Linked DNA regions of Gossypium arboreum: region 1 is linked to region 2. A link is a contact called in public Hi-C data. All regions are on one chromosome and are shown on one strand. Each heading gives the region's core, a stretch centred on a gene start, on an enhancer-like site or on the middle of the called end of the contact. The rest is flanking DNA. Distances are from core to core; before and after follow the strand shown. Region 1 holds the start of LOC108460770 (54S ribosomal protein L17, mitochondrial-like). Region 2 holds the start of LOC108484047 (serine/arginine-rich splicing factor RS2Z33-like).

Region 1 (5,851 bases), core at 2,547-5,046, 720 kb after region 2:
CATAGAGAATCATTGTATATATTGTATATATTGCACTACCAGTCCGTTTTAAAAATGGGTCGGGCTTCGAGCAAGGATTTTTCAACCCAAGCCCATTCTGATTTTATTAACCTAAAAGTTTTACCCTTGTTCCCACTTCCCAGCAGACCCAGCCTTGATATTCCCCTTTCCCTTTCCAATCCTTATTTTCCTTTTGTTAATCCCTAATCCTTAAATTTTTCCTTATTTATTGCTTCTTTGGTGTTTCCACCATTGTTGCTTCTTTGCCTTTTGCTGTTTTTCATTTGTTTCATTGTCATTGCTGCCATTGTTGCTTTTTTACCTTCTGCTTAGTTTTTGCTTCTTCACTAGTCGTTAGTCACCGCTGCTAATTTTCATTTCTCTACCTTCTGCAAATTCTGAACCTTAGTTCCCCTACTCACCCATTTACTCATTCGCAAAGACAACACCCCCACCACGCTCAGAGACCTCCAGCGTCGCTGCTCATTTGTCTCTGACATTTAGCCTTCAATCTCATCGCACATTGAAATAACAACTAGTTAGTAATTACTAAAAAAACTACTTATTATGATAATGCATACAATAATTTTACCACCTGGCACACTTTCACCAACCTTAGTTCCCCCATTCACCCAGTCACTCATTCACAAAGACAACACCCCCACCACGCTCAGAGTCCTCAAGCATCGCTACTCATTTGTCTCCAACATTCAACTTTCAGTCTCATCGCACATTGTAATAGAAACTAGTTAGTAGTTACTAAAAAAACTACTTATTATGATAATGCATACAATAATTTACTACCTGACACACTTTCACTGCCAATAATCTTTACTGTGGAATATAAAATGATCTCATTTTTCTTGGTTTTATAGAATTTTTTTCTTAGAGAATTATTGTATGTATTGCACTACCAACAATTATTCTTTACCGTAAGAACAAGAATATTGTACATAATGCAATACATAATAGAGATTTTTTTTTGTCTTTATTCAAAATTTTAGAGGCTATCCAAAGGGATGAAATATGTTTTTATCTAAATCAAGTTATCTAATTCTATTGCTTGAATCTAAATCGGGTTATCTAACTCATTAACATCTTCTTTTTATTTTCCTTTACTTAAAAAGTATGAACAAATAGAGATAAATTGAGTTGATGCTTTATTAATGGTCATTGCTTGCAAATTGATGAGTTATTATTATTTTGCTAATCACTTGATGGTGTTTATATTATTTTGTATTTAAATTTGGGATGTTAAATATGAATGGCTACGAAAATGAATGATCAAAATTCACTATCAGTTCTTGTACTTTAGCAAGGTTTCAAATCATGCTACCATAGTTAACCATATATGTATTTAAAAATTGATTCTATTTGTTTTATATTAATTGAGTTTTTACGATTTCAGGATTTCAATTTTCATGAGAATGGTTAGTTCGAACACTCCAATACATATGGAAGATGTATTTAATGAATATGAAAGTTTTTTCAAATGTCAAAAGTCTACTACTTCAAAGGTGTGGGATGAAATGACAAAGCTTGAATGTGAGAACAAAAACAAGTTGAAGGCACAATGTAATCATTGTAAGAGTATCTTTTGTTGGACAAAACATGTTAGCGAACAAAATAAATAAATAAATATTTATATATAAAATAAATATAAATAGAATAATTTATATTTAATTTATCAAATACGAAAATCAATCAAAACTGTAACAAAAATAAAAATAAAAATGAAGAATAGATATATTACTAAACGTTGAAACTTATGAAACACAATTTTCTTAAGACAGATTCGATCGCTCCCACGGTACTTGGAGAAACGTTGGTCGAATGTCTCCCAGGATACAACAATACAATGATCAAAGCAGCAGCACCTTTGCAGCGATCAACGAACAAATGATGTCTTTTTCTATCATCGAAACGTTTGAAAAATACGAAGAAGAAAAGAAGAGTTTTTTAGAGAAAAAAATTTCGGTGTAAGAGAATTTGAGAGTGTGTAAAATTCTACAGAATTCTTAGCCTTTTATAGGCATTGAGAATGTTGGAATTTTGGAAATTTCCACAAAATCTGCCATTAAGGAGCCAATAAATCAATTTGATTAAAAAATTAAATAAAATTGATTGGAATTAAAAAAATAAGATAAATGTCCTTAAGAAAAATAATTTTGTGTTGGGCTAAATATTCGTAGGCCCACTTTAGGCTAGTTCGAACATTTCGAGTCGCCCACGTCATGTGGGTGCACTCCAACCCCCACTGGTTTGGACTTGCAACCCCCTTACGTGCGAGGCAAGGTTATAAGCTTAATCATTCAATCATCCTTTAAGAGGGTTCCCATATATAAACACATCTCATACTTGATATTTAACTAATGTGAGATCAAGCCTTTACTTTTCTTCAACAAATATTTCCAAATAGCTTACTTTGAACATCAATTTCTCATTCACCACTCAACCATTTTGAGCATATGATGTATCGTTGTAAAGGTCTCATGGAGTAAAATATGAAACCATAATTTTATGATTCAACTCTCCACCTTTACCTATTAAGAATATGCCTCAAAGTTCCCATAAAATGCAATTTTTCCAACATCATTTTTTTTTCTAAATTTTTTAGCGAAACCTCTCATTTAAGACGTCATCTAAATAGTTGTTTGAAAAAAATTAATAAGGACATCATTCATTCAATACACCATAGCCACTCAACCATCTTTAGGAGGTGGTTCATCTATAAAAACCTATAAGTTTGATGCTGATGCTGATGAGTGTCATCAAGTTATTTCTACTTTTCTTGTGTGTGGCAAGCATTCATTTAGAACAGTTCAAGAACTGAGATTTAGATACATGATGAGTATTGTTAATCCTAATTTTAATACAATAAAACATTTATTATATTTATGTTAATATTTTTAAAATATAAATATTTTTTAATGAGTTACAAAACATTTATTTTAGCATTTTTAGTGCATTTAGTATATTATATATATTTTAAAAAATATTTTTAAATAAAAACTAATCTAAAATAATCAAATATGAGCAAGCCGGATCGGTTCGAGTTTACATTTTTTAAATCAAATCGGATTTGGACAAAAATGTAAGCCCATTTTCTAGACCGATTAGACTTGAATTAAAAAATTGATCTAAATACATTGTATGGATCTAGCCCAAACTTGATCCAGCCCGATGACCTAAGTTTTAACACTTTTTAGATGAATTAATGTAGTAGACTGATGTGATCATTGGGTACATGTCGATAACATCTAGAAGAAATTATAGTGATGTGTTGATTACCATATTATGTTATCTCGAATTTGACATGTTTTTAAACTATAATTTATTGATATATTATATATTTTAAATTTTTATATAAAATAATTTAAAAATTTAATATGAACATGTCAAGTCGATTCAATTTAGCATTTTAATTTAGGCTAGATTTAAATAAAATTTTAAGCTTATTTTTTAAATTAAGTTGGACAGTTACCGATCACAAAATAATAATAATAATAATAATAATAATAATGATAGACACTAATGGTGATAATATTAATGGCAAGAACATTAACAAAAACAAATTAATAAAGCAATTTCCAAGGGAAGTTAATATAACTATACATATGTTGGCTGGAATGATAAAAATTTTCCTTTATGATCCGATAATGTTTAGGAACTCCAAAAGCGATCATGGAATATTTACAGCTAGATGATCGGTTTATTTATATTTACACTGGAATAATATTGTAATTGTTTTCAATTTTTATCTACCAAAAAGAAAAATGAAGGCAATGAAGTTAAAGTAAGAAAATAATACCCACATACTGGAAACGCGTTGATTAGAAACTACAAGATTTGGGCCGCTCCTGAACCTTCTAAAATCTTGGTCTTTTCCCTTTCTATCGTTTTATTCACTTAAATGAAGATAAATTAAAGGGTAAATTTAAAAATAATTATTTTTGTTTAATTCAGATTATATTTTAGTTATTTATATTATCATAACGAGGTAAAATATAATGTGAAGTAAATAAAAATGAACAAAATCTTTCACTTCTCTGTCAAACTGAGCCTTCTGCAAAGCTAACCAAGAGAAGGAGCCTTCTCTTTTGTTTTGAAACCCTAGCCGCCGTGAGCTTTCATCGCCATCAAATCGTCGTCAAGGGTTGTCTCCAACTGTCAACCCTTTTAAGTCGCCCCTCTATTTCTCCTTTTTCAAAACCTTCGATTCGATTTGATTTTGGATTCAAGGCCCTTTCTGTTAAGTTCTTTTTCTCCAGTTCGTTTTTTTCAGGTCACCAAGTGCTCGACGATATTACTCAACGAACAAAACTAGAAGCTGATCATTTTACTCTCTTGATCGGATCACCAACTTTCTTCGGTAAGTGCCTGCTTAATTGGATATGATCTAATATATTATTAAACCAGTAAAAAACTTGAACGATTTAAAATGTGTACTTAAAGATAAATTGCATGATTTAGCTTTTATATGACTGTTTCGGATTAAAAATCGAGTTGATTCTATTAACTCAATTCAAATAATTTGAAATTCGATTTTTTTTCGAATTTTTCGAGTGGAATCGAATTCAATATTAAATTGAAATATGCAGGCAGGGGCCGAAGGGCTTGATTTGTTCTTTTTTACTCTGTCTTTAGTTAATTTGTTCTTTCTAACTTGTAGATATTTCCATGAATTAAAAAAATTATTAATTTTCTGAGCAAAAAGGCTAATAATACCAAGGCATACATCTTTGCATGGTACATTATTTTAGTTTCTGAAACATAGATTTTGTCAATAGAAACTCAGTAAACTGGTTTTCCCTATACTCAGGTGGGATGCGAAAATGCTAAAAATACACAATTAAAAGCTTGAATATTCAAGATTTTTCTCGAGATGGTTTAATCTGTCAATACTTTTGCAAATTTTGATATGTCTCTATACAAGTAAACATCAAGAGTGAGTTCCTTTTTTATTCCGTTTTTATTTGCATGCATGTGCTTGTGCTTGTGCTTGTGCTTGACCAAGTATCATTTGAAATAAAGATTGACCATTTATGAACTTTGATTTCAGTAATCTCAATAAACCATAGATTGTTTTATTCCTTTTTTATTTACATGCATGTGCTTGTGCATGATCAAGTATCATTAAAAGTCTCTATGCACGATAACTTTGATAAGTCAGATTGTTAATGAACCCTGATCTGCTGCTTTAGAATATTTCTATCTCCATAGATTATTGGGTTCTCCTTGCCTAATTTGTAATTTCCTTGCTTGATGTTGAATATTTAAGATATATGGTCTGTACTATGTAGTTTGATAAAGCTTTCTTCAATCTAAGTAAGATCTATTGCTATAATGTAGTAATTATTAGACATGAAGAATTGTGTGCTGTGATGATTTTTTTATTTTGTTACATTCCTTTATATGTAATTTTTTCATTTATCAAATGGACTTGTATCCTTTTCTTTTTTTCTAGGGGTCTGAATAATGGAGTTTTTAACAATGAATTTTTTTCTATGCAGACTTTTTTTTTTTTTGGTAAAATAAGGGTTTAATTTGTCCTTTTTGACTCTGTCTTTAGTTAATTTGTTCTTTTTAACATGTAGACAAGTGATCCAATTCCTAGTCGTCATATAATCATGTTTAAAAACTTTAAATAAAAATATTTTTTAAAAAATTACATAAAAATAAATAACATCAGTCATTGTTTTAATTTAACTCGAACAATTGTATTCAATTCAATTTGAATAACATCTCACTTGACTCGATTCGTAAAAATTTCAAATCAAGTTAGGATGATAAAATAGGATTTGAAAACTTGATTACCTCGAAAATTTTCCATTCGATTCAATTCGGTCGA
Region 2 (6,258 bases), core at 3,347-5,846:
AATTAGAAACATTTTAAAATTTTTAAATTTATGAAAGCATGTAAAATTAATTTAATTTATACTAACATCAAATGGACCATCACTTCTATTGAGTATATATATTAATAGATTCATAGTTATTGCAGTAATTGTCAACTGTTTATAAAAATAGGCTTTTAATAAATCTTAACAGTGCTTACTATTCAACAAAAAAGAAAAAATATCCATCCATACAAAACCCCCAAGTTCTTATTGCAAAACACGGCTGATCACTAAGGACTTCAACACATACCAATCTACGCCTCCGCTTAATTTGATTCACTGCGTCTAGAAGCCCGATTACTATTATCATCATCATTGTAAATCGGGCTCCGATCCTCCCTTGGGACTGGGCTCGGGCTACAACTCTGGCCGTTTTCTTTTGTAGAACTCCTATAAGCCCTGTCCTCAGCATCAGCTTCATGATCTGGGCTTTGGCTCCTTTCCCTGGGGCTGTACTCGGAGCCATTGGTGTGCCTCCGATCTCTCGGGGAAGGACTACCTCCCTCTTGTGGGCTTCTTTCGTCGAGAGTTGGACTATGCTTCCGGCCTCTGGGTGGCAAAGGAGAACTCCTGTGGGACTTAGGACTCCTCGATCTTCTATCATCGCGCTCGAAACCTCGTTCTCTCTTCACAGGTGTTCTCGATCTACTGCAGAAAGTCAAGATTCAGCACAACAATCAGTTTTAACAAAACCAAAACAATTCTGCCAATTAAATCTTCCTTGACTCTTATTACTTGCATAAGAACTTTAATCAGACATGACAATCCATACATTCATTCCATTTTAATATATTTTGGTCATGTCTAATCACGTTGAAAGTATTTTATATAAAAAGATTTACTAAAGTTAATATTCGTATTATATAAATTAAGACACTAATGTTATATTCATATTATATTTTTTTCGTGTTGTGCTTCATTTTTTACCCATGTCATATTTATGTAGTGTAAATGTGTAATATTGTTCCAATTTTAATGCAAAACAAAAATAGCAAATTCCAAAGTGCATTTTAGTCGAAGGCAATTCATATTTTAAAAGAGGAACAGTAAATACAAACCTGTTGCTACGTCCCCTACTGTAACTGCGGCTTCTGCTTCTTCCACGGCAAGGACTAGGTGAGCGTGAGTAACTGCGAGGTCGACGGCTGCACCAGTATAGTTGTTTCTCAAGTAAACAAAAAAAGTAGCTTAAATATGATAACTGGTTAGAATAAGAACAGAACAGATGAGAAGGAAGAAAGGTGAGGACCTCAGTTTCTTTGGACTGTTTTGACAATTTCTTTCGATATGGCCTCGATCACCACAGCGATAACACTTATTCTTCCAATCCCCAGCTTTGCAATCACGAGCCCAGTGACCGTCAATTCCACAGTTGAAGCAGCGCCCTGCTCCAGGAGCAGGACTTCTTCCAGGGTAATCACGAGACCCACCAAAGCCACGAAGCACCTAAATTGTAATTCAAATCAGATTGGATGGTAAAATAATATTTGATTAAAAGACTCTACAAAATCCAGGACAAGAATGAGAACAAATAATGCAAAGCAACAAAATAAAATAATGCAGTTCTGGCATCACCTTCAAATGACACTCGGAAACCAGTTTCTCTCATATGTTGATTCTAATGTAGAAAGCAAGAAGCAAATAATATCCCAAAGGGTATTTATGTAAATATCTTTCTTCTAGACCAGAGGTAATATATATTAAATTAGTCAACGGCCAACATCAATCACCTTTGACCTTTTCAATATCATTTAGGTATTAACATAAAAAAAAAAAAAAAAGGTAGCAAAATCTCTGTTATGTGAAAAGCAATCAGAAAACTCACCCCCTTGGCAAATTCAACAACTATACGGCTTCCATCAAGGTCTCTACCATTCAATGAATATCTTGCATCATCAGCATCTCTAGGGTCACTGAATTCCTGTTATCAATGAGCAAGACAACATAGACACACTGATGCACAAACAATGAAGAAAAAGATCCAAGTAAAACCATCATATTTACAACATATGTTAAAGAAATTTATGGATAAGGAAGACAAGCAGTTTCGGTTTAAATTGAGTAAAGAATACATACAACGAATGCATAGTCGCGCTTCATATCCACATCACGTATTCTGCGTAAAGGGGTGCCAGAAACAGAAAGGCCATCAAGACACAATTATCGAAGGGTTGAGAGTTCGCCCCTCAGAGTTGAATCAAAAACACCACTTTTGATATTGTTCCATTTCGATAAAAACAGGCAATAACACTAGAAAGACTGGCCAAATCCACCATGGACCCTCTCACCATAGACCTCCATGTTAGGCAAAAGCCAAGAGACCTTCAACAAGATCATTGAAGTTAAACCACACACACAGACATGTGGAGGGTGCAATATTCTCACTCATGTTTTATATGGAATACCAGACGTCCAGCACTACAACAAGAGCTCATGAAGGACTCTAGTATCTCCTACTTCATTGTCACTACGTCCTGAACTTATCCTAATGACCAACAAATACGAAAGAATAAAAAGATCATGAACACCCAAATTGATAAAAATGGAACACTAGAAAAAACCAAGAACACCTAAATGGAGAAAAAAGAACGAAACACTTGAAATATGCAATAAAATTTAACTAACCTAAACCACTACTAGATGCAATGATTACGAATTTTACGAATTTCTTAAACATAATAAAAGAATAGATTACCTCCCATATCTGCTAAACATGTCCTCAAGATCACGTGACCTTGTCCTCGAAGACAAGTGACCAACATAAAGGCGTGTACCACTACCGCGGCGGTCATCATACCTAGGCATTTCTCTTTCCCTGCAACAAGCATTTCAATAAGAACCAAAAAGACAATGGCATGGTTCTAGTCTATCTTTTGCTATTCCCATATAGAATATATAGAAAGTTCAAATTTTTATAATGATCTAGAAAGAAAAGAACTGAAAAAATGGAGATTAATGATGATATTTTAAAATCTTCAATGCCAGAGAATCTAATATGGTTGTAAGACCTTGTGTTTTTAATGCAGTGATTATACACATTGCAAAACAAGAAAAAGAAATGCTAATTTTTCCCCAAAATCCTTAATTTGAACATGAAAAAGAACACCTTTGAGTATAATTTAAAATTTAAGATTTCACCCTGTGTTTGGATAAATATTATTGAAGGAAAGGAAAGTAAAGAAAAGAATGGAATGGAATGGAAGGTTAAAGAAAGGAAATGATATATTTATTTTTTGTTTGGATTCTTAAAATTAATAAAGGAAAGGAAAGTGATTTTAATATTTCTTGTTTGGGTAAACTATGGAAAGGAAAGGAAAGGAAATTATTTATTTTGAATGAAATTTCCAATTCTATCCCCTGCATACATAACAATACTAAAATTAAATTAAAATTATAAAACACTAATATTCTTCATAGAAAAATAATTAAAGTGTTACCCAATAATACAAATGAAGTTGCTACCAATTCAGAAAAGAGAAGCTAATAATCTAACAAAATGTAAAACATTAGTTATCATAATTACATGAGTTGATTATTTTGACAAAGCCCCAAATGTTTGGTTGGCGGCTAATATTCAAGTTTACAAGGATAATAATGAATAATGAAATGCTTTGATCTCTGCTAAAGCCTGAAGTTAATACTAGAAGGATAAGTCCGATGTTCAATGGTCTGTAGGTAGAAAGATGATCGAATAAGAAGTTTTGAGAAAAAAAGAGGTTAAAAATCAAAATTTTACCTAATATAAAAATTTAAAAATTTCCTTTCACTTTACCCCAAATTGGGTATTAAAAAATAGAGGAAAGGAAGGGAAAATGAGAGATTCTCAACTCCCTTTGCTTTCCCTCCCTTTTCTAAAATCAAATTATCCAAACAAGGGGAAGATGATTCTTATCCCTCATTTCTAACAGCCCTAAACAAGAAATATTCATGTAAAGAAGATGATTCTCACTCCTATCAGGACTTCTACACACACACACACACATATCATTTGCTTGGAATCTAATGGCATAAAAAATCAAGTACTAAAAGCGAAAACCAATCAGTACCAAAAAGGCCTCGCAAATACACATCATAAAACAGGAAAAATACTATCCCCCCACCCCCCGAAATCCTTAATTTAAACATTAAAATTGAATACCTAATTTTCAGATTTCAATTTCTAACACCCTAAAGTCCTAAACAAATAATTGTTAAATTAGCAATATAAATCATATAACCAAAAACTATAAACAAACAAATAACATGCATGCCAAAAAAAAAACATAAAGAAGCGGCAAATTCAAATTCAAATATAAAATGCTCGAGAATCTCTCAGATCTATAATAAATAATCGATAAATTGGGGACGTAAGAGTACAAGGATTCAAAGAAATATAAAAGAAAAAGAAAAGAGAACTTACAATGAAATTCAAGAGGGAGGTGAAGAAAAGAGAAGATTAAAAAAAATAACCTTGATTTTTCGAAGAGAGCTAGAGCTTAAACGCATCGGGTTTTTTTTCTATGATTACGGCCTGGGCTGGAACCTATGGATAAGGATTCAGTCAACAGTCAACACTAAAAAATGAGAGATGCTGTAATTACCAAAAGAGCCCTACTGACATTCGCGGAATTACAATAATGATCAATCAGCTTTAAAATTATAGAATGTGTGGGTGCGGTGTTTCGGGCTGTCCAAACAAATGATCCGTTGAATATTAGAAGGATAATTATTGAAGCAATACAAGACAGATAAATTAATAATTTTATTTATAATGAGGATTAGAAGTAGAATTTTATATTATTTATATTTCTTATATTTATAATTTGAGATTTACGAGAAGTATTGTGAATAGTTGATTGATGTATATTTTTCTCCTTCTTTTTACTTCCATTATTATTTATTTCATAATTTATTATTGTCGAAACCATCCTTTTTATTTAAAAATTTTTAAGTTTAAAAGAAATGGGGAATCGACTTTGATAAAAAGAAATATAGAGTTGCCACCGATCTTTTGTTTTGGTGTGATCGGATCACCTAAGGATTTGGTTATTTTAATAAAACATTTTTGGTTTACTAAAACATTGATTCTGGTCTACGAAAATATGAGAAAACGGGCTCGGGAGTCGGTTACGTATGAGGAAGGATTAGCACCCTCACTACGCCCAAAATTGGTACCAAACCGATTAAATACTGTCCTTATGTCTAAAATTAAGAATGTTTTTGAAATGTGGTTCTTTTTTAATAACATTTGAATAACCCGAGTTGGTTGCCAAAAATCTTCTTGTTTCGACGTCCGAAAATTTTAATTTGAAAATCACAAAATGATGCTCAACTATTTAGTTTAACGGAAAACCGAAACCCAGCACAATAGGGCACGAATTCTCGAATTTCCAAACATTGACCATTGCCTCACCTTAGAAAACACGAGTGAAATTTCGAAGAGATATTCAATTATTTTGAACAAACGGGAGATTGCGACCCAGCACGATAGGGCACTATTCCTCGAATTGCCAATCATCGAACATTTCTTTCGTTTTAAAGAGTTTTTGGAAAAAGTGAGTGAAATTCCGAAGGGATCTTCGATTGTTTCGAACAAATGAAAAAGCGCAACCCAGCACGATAGGGCACGATTCTCAAATTGCCAAACATTGAACATCACCTTCGTTTTGAAAGATTTTTAGGAAACCTGAGTGAAATTTTGAAGGGATATTTGATTATTTTAAGCAAACGAGAAATTGCAACCCAACACGTTAGGGCACGATTCCACGAATTGCCAAATATCACACATCGCCTTCGTTTAAGGGGTTTTAAAAGACATAAGTGAAATTTTGAAGTGATATTCGATTATTTTGAGCAAATAAGAAATTGCAACCCAACACGTTAGGGCACGATTCCGCGAATTGCCAAATACCAAATCTCGTCTTCTTTTTAAAGAATTTTTGAATGATTATAAAACTAGCTTAAAACGTATTAACTCGATTTGAAATAAGACGAAATTAATCATAAAATTTGGGTTTTATAGAACCACATTTCAAAAATCAAGTGGAGCGATGAATGGGGTAATATGCGTGCGCATGAAAAAAATGAAGGTAATTCAATTATTTAATCGGCTAACAAACACTTAAACAACTAAGCATAACTAGCTTGGAAATATAATTTGATTTCAATCATGCATGAGGAATAGTTAACATGGAAATAAGAAAAATGAACAAATAATGTGCCACAACGACATGCATGACATAACATAAAATGATTACT

Evidence for each region. Hi-C and Micro-C count contacts between places; a contact is called where the count stands out from the background.
Region 1: a Hi-C map of leaf shows a contact between it and region 2, with 4 times the contacts expected there. The contact joins the promoter of LOC108460770 here to the promoter of LOC108484047 in region 2. A contact is called at or near these places in 2 of 5 Hi-C or Micro-C datasets (both in leaf).

The regions. Positions count from the first base shown.
Region 1 is chr4:36,666,367-36,672,217 of ASM2569848v2, forward strand. LOC108460770 (54S ribosomal protein L17, mitochondrial-like) reads left to right here and starts at 3,797. Exons shown (of 9, transcript XM_053027136.1): 1 at 3,797-4,372; 2 at 4,823-4,948.
Region 2 is chr4:35,947,850-35,954,107 of ASM2569848v2, forward strand. LOC108484047 (serine/arginine-rich splicing factor RS2Z33-like) reads right to left here and starts at 4,597. Exons shown (of 7, transcript XM_017787665.2): 1 at 4,471-4,597; 2 at 2,717-2,836; 3 at 2,098-2,137; 4 at 1,847-1,942; 5 at 1,271-1,467; 6 at 1,080-1,166; 7 at 139-669. The coding sequence starts at 2,826. The coding sequence ends at 288.